Linked DNA regions of Danio rerio: region 1 is linked to region 2. A link is a contact called in public HiCAR-type data. All regions are on one chromosome and are shown on one strand. Each heading gives the region's core, a stretch centred on a gene start, on an enhancer-like site or on the middle of the called end of the contact. The rest is flanking DNA. Distances are from core to core; before and after follow the strand shown. Region 1 holds the start of erlin2 (ER lipid raft associated 2). Region 2 holds the start of ptcd2 (pentatricopeptide repeat domain 2).

Region 1 (3,240 bases), core at 160-2,659, 200 kb after region 2:
GGGTGCTTCAGTTTCCCCCACAGTCCAAAGACACGTGATACAGATGATACAGAAGTACAAATAAACAGCCAATAATAAACTGGCAATAAGCCACTGATTAATAGTGAGAACGGGTGCTTAAACTAAAGTTTTTAAGTGTATAAACCATTTAATTTGCTTATTCATATTGTTTTTCATGTAAAGGCGAGACTTCAAGTTAATGAATGGTTATCACATCACCAATGTGTTGACAACATTCAAAAATGCTAACTTTTTATAATACAAGTTTTCTAAAATGCTCAAATATTCAATTAAGGCATTATTTATTTAAATATGTGCTAATGTACATTTCTAGCTCTGAAACTATAAACACTGGATGAAGACAGTTTACGTATTAAAGCCATGTTTTTACAAAAGGGAATTTTTTGAGAATCTCTTTTTATCAGTACATTGTTCATACTGTGAACAGCAAAAAAAAAAAAAGTTTAATTTTTGGCACGTTTTACATACGCCTCGGTAAAAACCTTCGGAGTAAAGCACACAGAAATAAATAAAACTGTAAGTCAAAAATACTATTATGAAAGCATTAAAATACTTTAGCATTATAAAATTACTACAAAAAATAAAGATTATTTTAAACTGAAAAAGAACAAACCAAAAGACCAACATCTCAAAATGAACATGCATAAAAACAGTTTTTGCCTTTGTATAATACTTTGTATAATATTTAAAACCTCGAGTTAATAATGTTTTATTTACATTAGGCTATAAGCTATATTTAGTGTTTGCATGATCTTACATTATTTGTATTGCTTTAATCATTTTCAACTGTATTTCACTTTTGTTCATTAAATTAAAATTTCGTAGAGCATCTTCTTAAGGTGTCTAAGGTGCTTAAAATGTTAAATTTTTAAAATGTAAATATAACATTTAATTTATATGGACGTTGTTACATTTTAATAAAAAAGGATTCTGTCTAGATTAGTCTAGATTTGTGAGTTCATTAGCTGTTTATTTGATGACTCTTCTATTCGAGGCTATATAGTTAGATGTCTAATCAGTTTTGACAGCACGTATTCAGCCTAGTTTTTAGCCTATAGTAGACCATTGACATTTAGGTATCGTTCAATAAATCCTTGGTTTAGTCCAAACTCTGCCTTGTTAGTCTGAGCTGTTTAGATGGCTACTAGACTTCTTTTTAATGCAAGGTTGCTTGCTAAGAAAAAGCCTTTGCAAAGTGTTAAAATGTTGCAGAAATTAAATCAGATTTATAAATGGTTTAGTTGTATTTTTTTACGTTTTATATTTAGTTAACCAATGATAAAAATGAAAACAAATCCATCTTCGCCACTTCAATCTTCTATACGTAACTATTTGTCTCCATCTAGCGGTGTGGTACTCGAACATCAGCGGAAAAGTGACTTAAACTACAATGACGTCAGACGCAAAATAGCGTCTCTGTTTTTTTTTTCTCCTCATTGATCGCAGGTGTTTCTACCGGCCATCGGAAAGGAGTTACAGTACATACTTAGGTAACATCTCTTTTAGTTCGCTTTCATCTATAAAGTCCTTTCTCCGGTTTGTAATCTTGCATTGACAGAGTGTCTCACGTATTGTGTTTGTGTACACATTATTTAAAGCTAGCTAGTCATGTTTTCTGTGGGTTTAGAATTCAGCGCGTTGGACAGGAGGTTTGTCAGTTTCTTATTAATGCTAACAAAAGGATACAGAACTGTATGGATTAGTTTGTGTTACACTAATATAAACCCCACCGCCAGCAGGAACTTCCGGACACTCAAGTCATTAACAAACAACACAGGACGTTAACGTTAGCTTAATTCAAAGTTCATCGATGCTATTTCGCTCTCTAAAACCATATAAATCAAGCTTTGCACCCTCTAGTGCTGGCTAACTAAACTGATTGTGATATATTTTCAAATAATTTACAGTCGGTAAAGCAAACAGTATCCTGCAGGTATTTGTGCTTGGTCTTCTCAATCCTCTTAACAACATCAAAGTCACTGCAATGTCAGCTCCACATGCTCCTTAAATCTGCCATGAACTCAGACAACTGCGCTTTTCACTGTTTTTTTACACCGTGCTGTTTAGCAGTATGACACTGCTGAAGAATTATATTTCGTTTATGCACAATTGAGGTTGAAAAGGCTTGAAAACGTGCTAAGACCAGCACACTTTGCTACTTTAATCAGTGTGCAATAGACATTTTCCTCTTCTTTTTTTGCAATTAGATTTTTTTATATAAATTCTAACTAACTCCTACGATTTAAAAAAAAACTTCACCCTTGAAGATGTAATGGGTAAAATATGCTAGTTGTTGTTTACTGTTGAACATAAAGATGTAGACTCATTATTTGGTTACACTGCAATGCACATGCAAATATCTTAACATCAGTCACATTGCCATTAATACAGTTACGTGACAAAAGAAGGTCACAGTTCAAAACTGTCAAAGTTCAACTGCTTGCTAATGCAAATGCACATGCAAATATCTTAAGATCATGTTAAGCTTTATTGTCATCATTCCACTACATGTGTGGACATACAGAGGAACCAAATGTCAGGTCTCGCAGGACAACGGCGTTACGTTAAGCATAATACAAACACAACACTGGACATTAGAGCTATTTAAAAAAAAAAACTCTGCATAACTAACATATACTGTACTATACCTAACTATGCACACAGGCTATACAAGTACTTTTACATGAGACTAAACAATGTTGTGCAGGATATTGTGCGAGAGAGGTATTTAAGGTGAATATTGTGCAAGATTTAGTTAGGTTGAAGCAAGCAGTGCAACATGATTGGTACATTTATAGTAAACATGGTTTTCCTTGTTGAGTTCTTGAAAGGAGTTTTGATAAAGTGTGAGGTGCATAAGAGAGAAGAGTGTTTCAAGAGTGTGTCAAGCCCACTCACCTGAATTAAGCACAATTTGAAATGCACAATGTTTACAAGAGACATGGAGTGATTAAGAAAGTGTCTATAGTGCAAATGTGCGACTTTTCAGCCGACTGAGAAGGCATTGTTGTGCCTTATTGGAAAGGGAAGTGGTGTTGGTTGCACAGGTGAGATCCTCTGTCACATTCAGTCACATTACTATCAAAACCAGCAGCTGACAAAAGAAATGTCAAAGTTAGACCAAAAATACCAGGATGTCGGCATAAGGACTATACATCTGGATTACGTTCACAGTTCACACATTTGTAGTATGTGTGTGTACTTTTTTTTAGTACATTC
Region 2 (3,427 bases), core at 816-3,315:
CGATAATCTGTAAAGATAAAAAGAAAAACACTCAGGAAAAACAGAGAACCATCAGTTCTGAGTTGTAAAGGTGCAATCAATGACTTTTGTATATGCTGTAGTGGCTAACGCGACAGTAGCATAAATTAATACTGCAGTAGCGTCACACAGAAAAAAAAAGTTTTTTTGTTAATGATGCAAGCAGCCGTAACTGATAACTGCCAAACTGTCTGATAACAGAAATACTAAGATAAATATCATAGCTTTCAATCAATCAAGTCAGCCTCTGTAAGCCGATTCACATCATGTAAATGAAAACACATTTTTTTAGACTGAAGTTTTTTTAAATGGCATGCAATAGTCTATATTGTAAATCCTAATGTTCTTATCATCTCTTGTTAAAATAGAACTTATTAATGAGACAGATACAACTGAAAGTACCTTAAAAGTAATAAGATGTGAACAACAGAAAGGTGTATGATAAGGTAAATGATGCCTGCCTTTCAATTGTGACATTTCATGGGAGAGTTTCTTCTGCTGGAACTCCTGCAGCTTCACCACATCTTCAGATAAGAGAAAGCGCTTGGCTGAAAGAATGTTAAACAATTCAGTTCCTCTGACCAACTTTCTGTAAACCAAATTCATAATTTGTCTAATCACCAGATTGTTTTTGGAAATATTTAGACGCCAGATCAAACAAGGTACATATTAAAAAGAGAAAATGGGTAACCAGTTTTTCAATCCACAATTAGACCTGTGAGGACAACAGTGTTGTTTTATTAACACAGTGCTATACATGGGTTAGACAAAATATTAAAACACACAAAAGATTTTAGAGTTTGTTACCACTTGTGAAAGCCACAGAGAAAAACTAAATGTTGTGATTGTTATGTTTAATTTATTTAATTCATCACTTATAGTAAAAATAAGTAAGTTATCGATTTTTTTCTATTTTATTAGCTTCCTTTTTTATTATAGTTAAAATGTTATGAATTTACTAAAATAAATAAAAGCTGCCTGTTTCCTAATGACTGAATAGTGAAATAACTTTTATACTTTCTGGTCACAATAAAGTGAATATCTTTATTAGCATTTTTGGTTTGTCTTTCGCATTTGAAGATTTATAAATCTTGAATTGAGGTAAGTTGGTTTTACACACAAACATTCTGAAATTCTCCTTAATAACATTAAAAATTTTATTTTCAGAAAAGATTTCTTTGCAAATTTCATATTAACAGCCAGTGATTATTAAAGTAAAGCATTGCTCATTTTGCGTTGAAGTCCTGCTTACGTGATTTAAGGACGAATAATGTACCAGAGTAAACAATATAAGGAGCGTCGTCAGATAGAGGTAAAGTTGGTTTTATATTCGCACATTCGGTATTTCCCCTTAATAATATAATTTCAGAAAAGTATTATTTGCAAATTTAAAATAGCGAAATCATATTAGCAGCCAATGACTATCAAAGTACAACATGTCCACGGTCAAATAAACAGTCTATAATGTTGTTTTCAAGTCACACTTGCATGCCAATTCGAACATTATTGAATATTCAAAGTAATATGGTAAACAATATAGAGACTTCTAAATTTCTAAATGAACAAATGTGCGTATATAAAACCGACTTTAACGTTACCTCTATCGTCGTCAGTTGTCACTGATTGAATGTGCAAATATAAAAGCATTGTTACTTTAATGACATTTGGGGGGGGGGTGCTAGGAAGGTTAAGCTATATTACAGAAATATCATCTGTTTCCTAAGTGTTTTTATTATTTTGTCAAACCCGTCACGTTAGATTCTATATATAAAACAACAGCTCGTTAGTTTAAGGGAAAACGGGAGCGTTGGTAGGTAACTTGTGCTTAGCACCTCTTTCAATTGTGTCAGTTCATTGACTTTAGCCAACTAAATATTCACATTTATTCCCAATTATGTACCTCCATGTCGACACTTGAAACAGTGTGACTGCAGGGATCCCCGAAACACCGCTGCTCTGGACGCGTCGGTCAGAATAACACGAGTCCAAATGTTTAGTGCCTGCAGCGCCATGTCTGAACTGAACTCACTTCTTCTTCTTCAAATAATTTTACGGCGGTTGGCATCCAGCGTTTTGGTGCTTTACTGCCACCTTCAGCTCCGGAGTGTGGACCAGAGGTTGGGTTTATAGATTAATACACCCCCCCCCCCCCCCCCACAGCCCCCCACTTCCTTCTTTTCCACCCATTCTCTCTCACACACACACACAAACACACACACACACACACACACACACACACACACACACACACACACACACACACACACACACACACACACACACACACACACACACACACACACACACAAACACCTCAACCCTATGTTATAATAATAACCATAATACTCTAATACTACAATGTACTCTAATACTATAATAATAATAATAATACTAATAATAATAATAATAATAACCACCACAGTACTCTTATACTCCTACTTTTACTTCTACTACTTGGTTATATTTAACTCTATTCCCTTTAAATCAAATCAAATCACTTTTATTGTCACATCATCAGCAGCACTTTACCTTCTATTATAATTTAAATTATTTATTCATTTATTTTATATGCTATCATTAAAACACCTGTTTCTCTCAGATACTTTATAAGTATTCTGGTCTGAATCCTGTCCTTTGTACTTAGTAAACCTTTTAATGCTATTTCCTGAATCCCATCTCCCTTAGATTATTTCTCATTTCCTCCCTCTTTGTTTCATACCTTTTGCATTTTAGTATCACAGGTTCTACTGACTCCACTTCACTACAGCCCTCACATAATCCAGTTTCATGCTTTCCTATCAATTTAAGTGTTTTATTTAATAAACAATGATCTTGTTATCACTATTTCTTCTCGCCTGTTACCACTACTGACTGTTTTGTGTTTAACAACCTGATGAATTTCATACAAATGCCTTCCTTTCTTTTCTCTGTCCCACTTCTCTTGCCATTTTAAATAAAATTACCCATATTAGACTTTTTCACTTCTGCTTTACTAACCGTTATTGGCATTTCTACATTTTCTTTTGTTAACACACTTTTTGCTAATTTGTCAGCCATTTCCCTTGATCCCATCATGACCTGGAACCCATATAAACTTCACCTCCTTTCTCTGACATGTTATTTTTGTTATACACTGGAGTACTCCATACAAAATTTCTTGTCTACTTGAAGAAAATGACCTTAGACTTGCAAGAGCAGATGCGGAGTCTGAACATAGCAAGATTTTGTCCTGCCCTGTCAATTCTACCCATCTTAATGCTATAACATAGCTAGCACCTCCACTGTGAGCACTCCCACATAATCAGATGTCCTATTTATTTCAATATTTTTTCCCTGGTATAACTACCCCAATCCAAACACTCCAGTTTCTGGGTTTGCTCCATCAGTAATGATCTGTGTGTACTCTTTG

The links. HiCAR-type assays count read pairs that join an accessible place to other places.
Region 1: a contact with region 2 is called in a HiCAR-type map of caudal fin, with 6 times the contacts expected there. The contact joins the promoter of erlin2 here to the promoter of ptcd2 in region 2. A contact is called at or near these places in 4 of 18 Hi-C or Micro-C datasets (caudal fin, embryo, hematopoietic stem cells and 1 more) and 1 of 4 datasets of contacts at active chromatin or transcription factors (caudal fin).

What each region holds. Positions count from the first base shown.
Region 1 is chr5:36,087,696-36,090,935 of GRCz12tu, forward strand. It overlaps erlin2 (ER lipid raft associated 2), which reads left to right and starts at 1,410. Exons shown (of 12, transcript NM_001128415.1): 1 at 1,410-1,511.
Region 2 is chr5:35,887,463-35,890,889 of GRCz12tu, forward strand. It overlaps ptcd2 (pentatricopeptide repeat domain 2), which reads right to left and starts at 2,066. Exons shown (of 10, transcript NM_001017612.1): 1 at 1,919-2,066; 2 at 480-566; 3 at 1-7. The coding sequence starts at 2,030.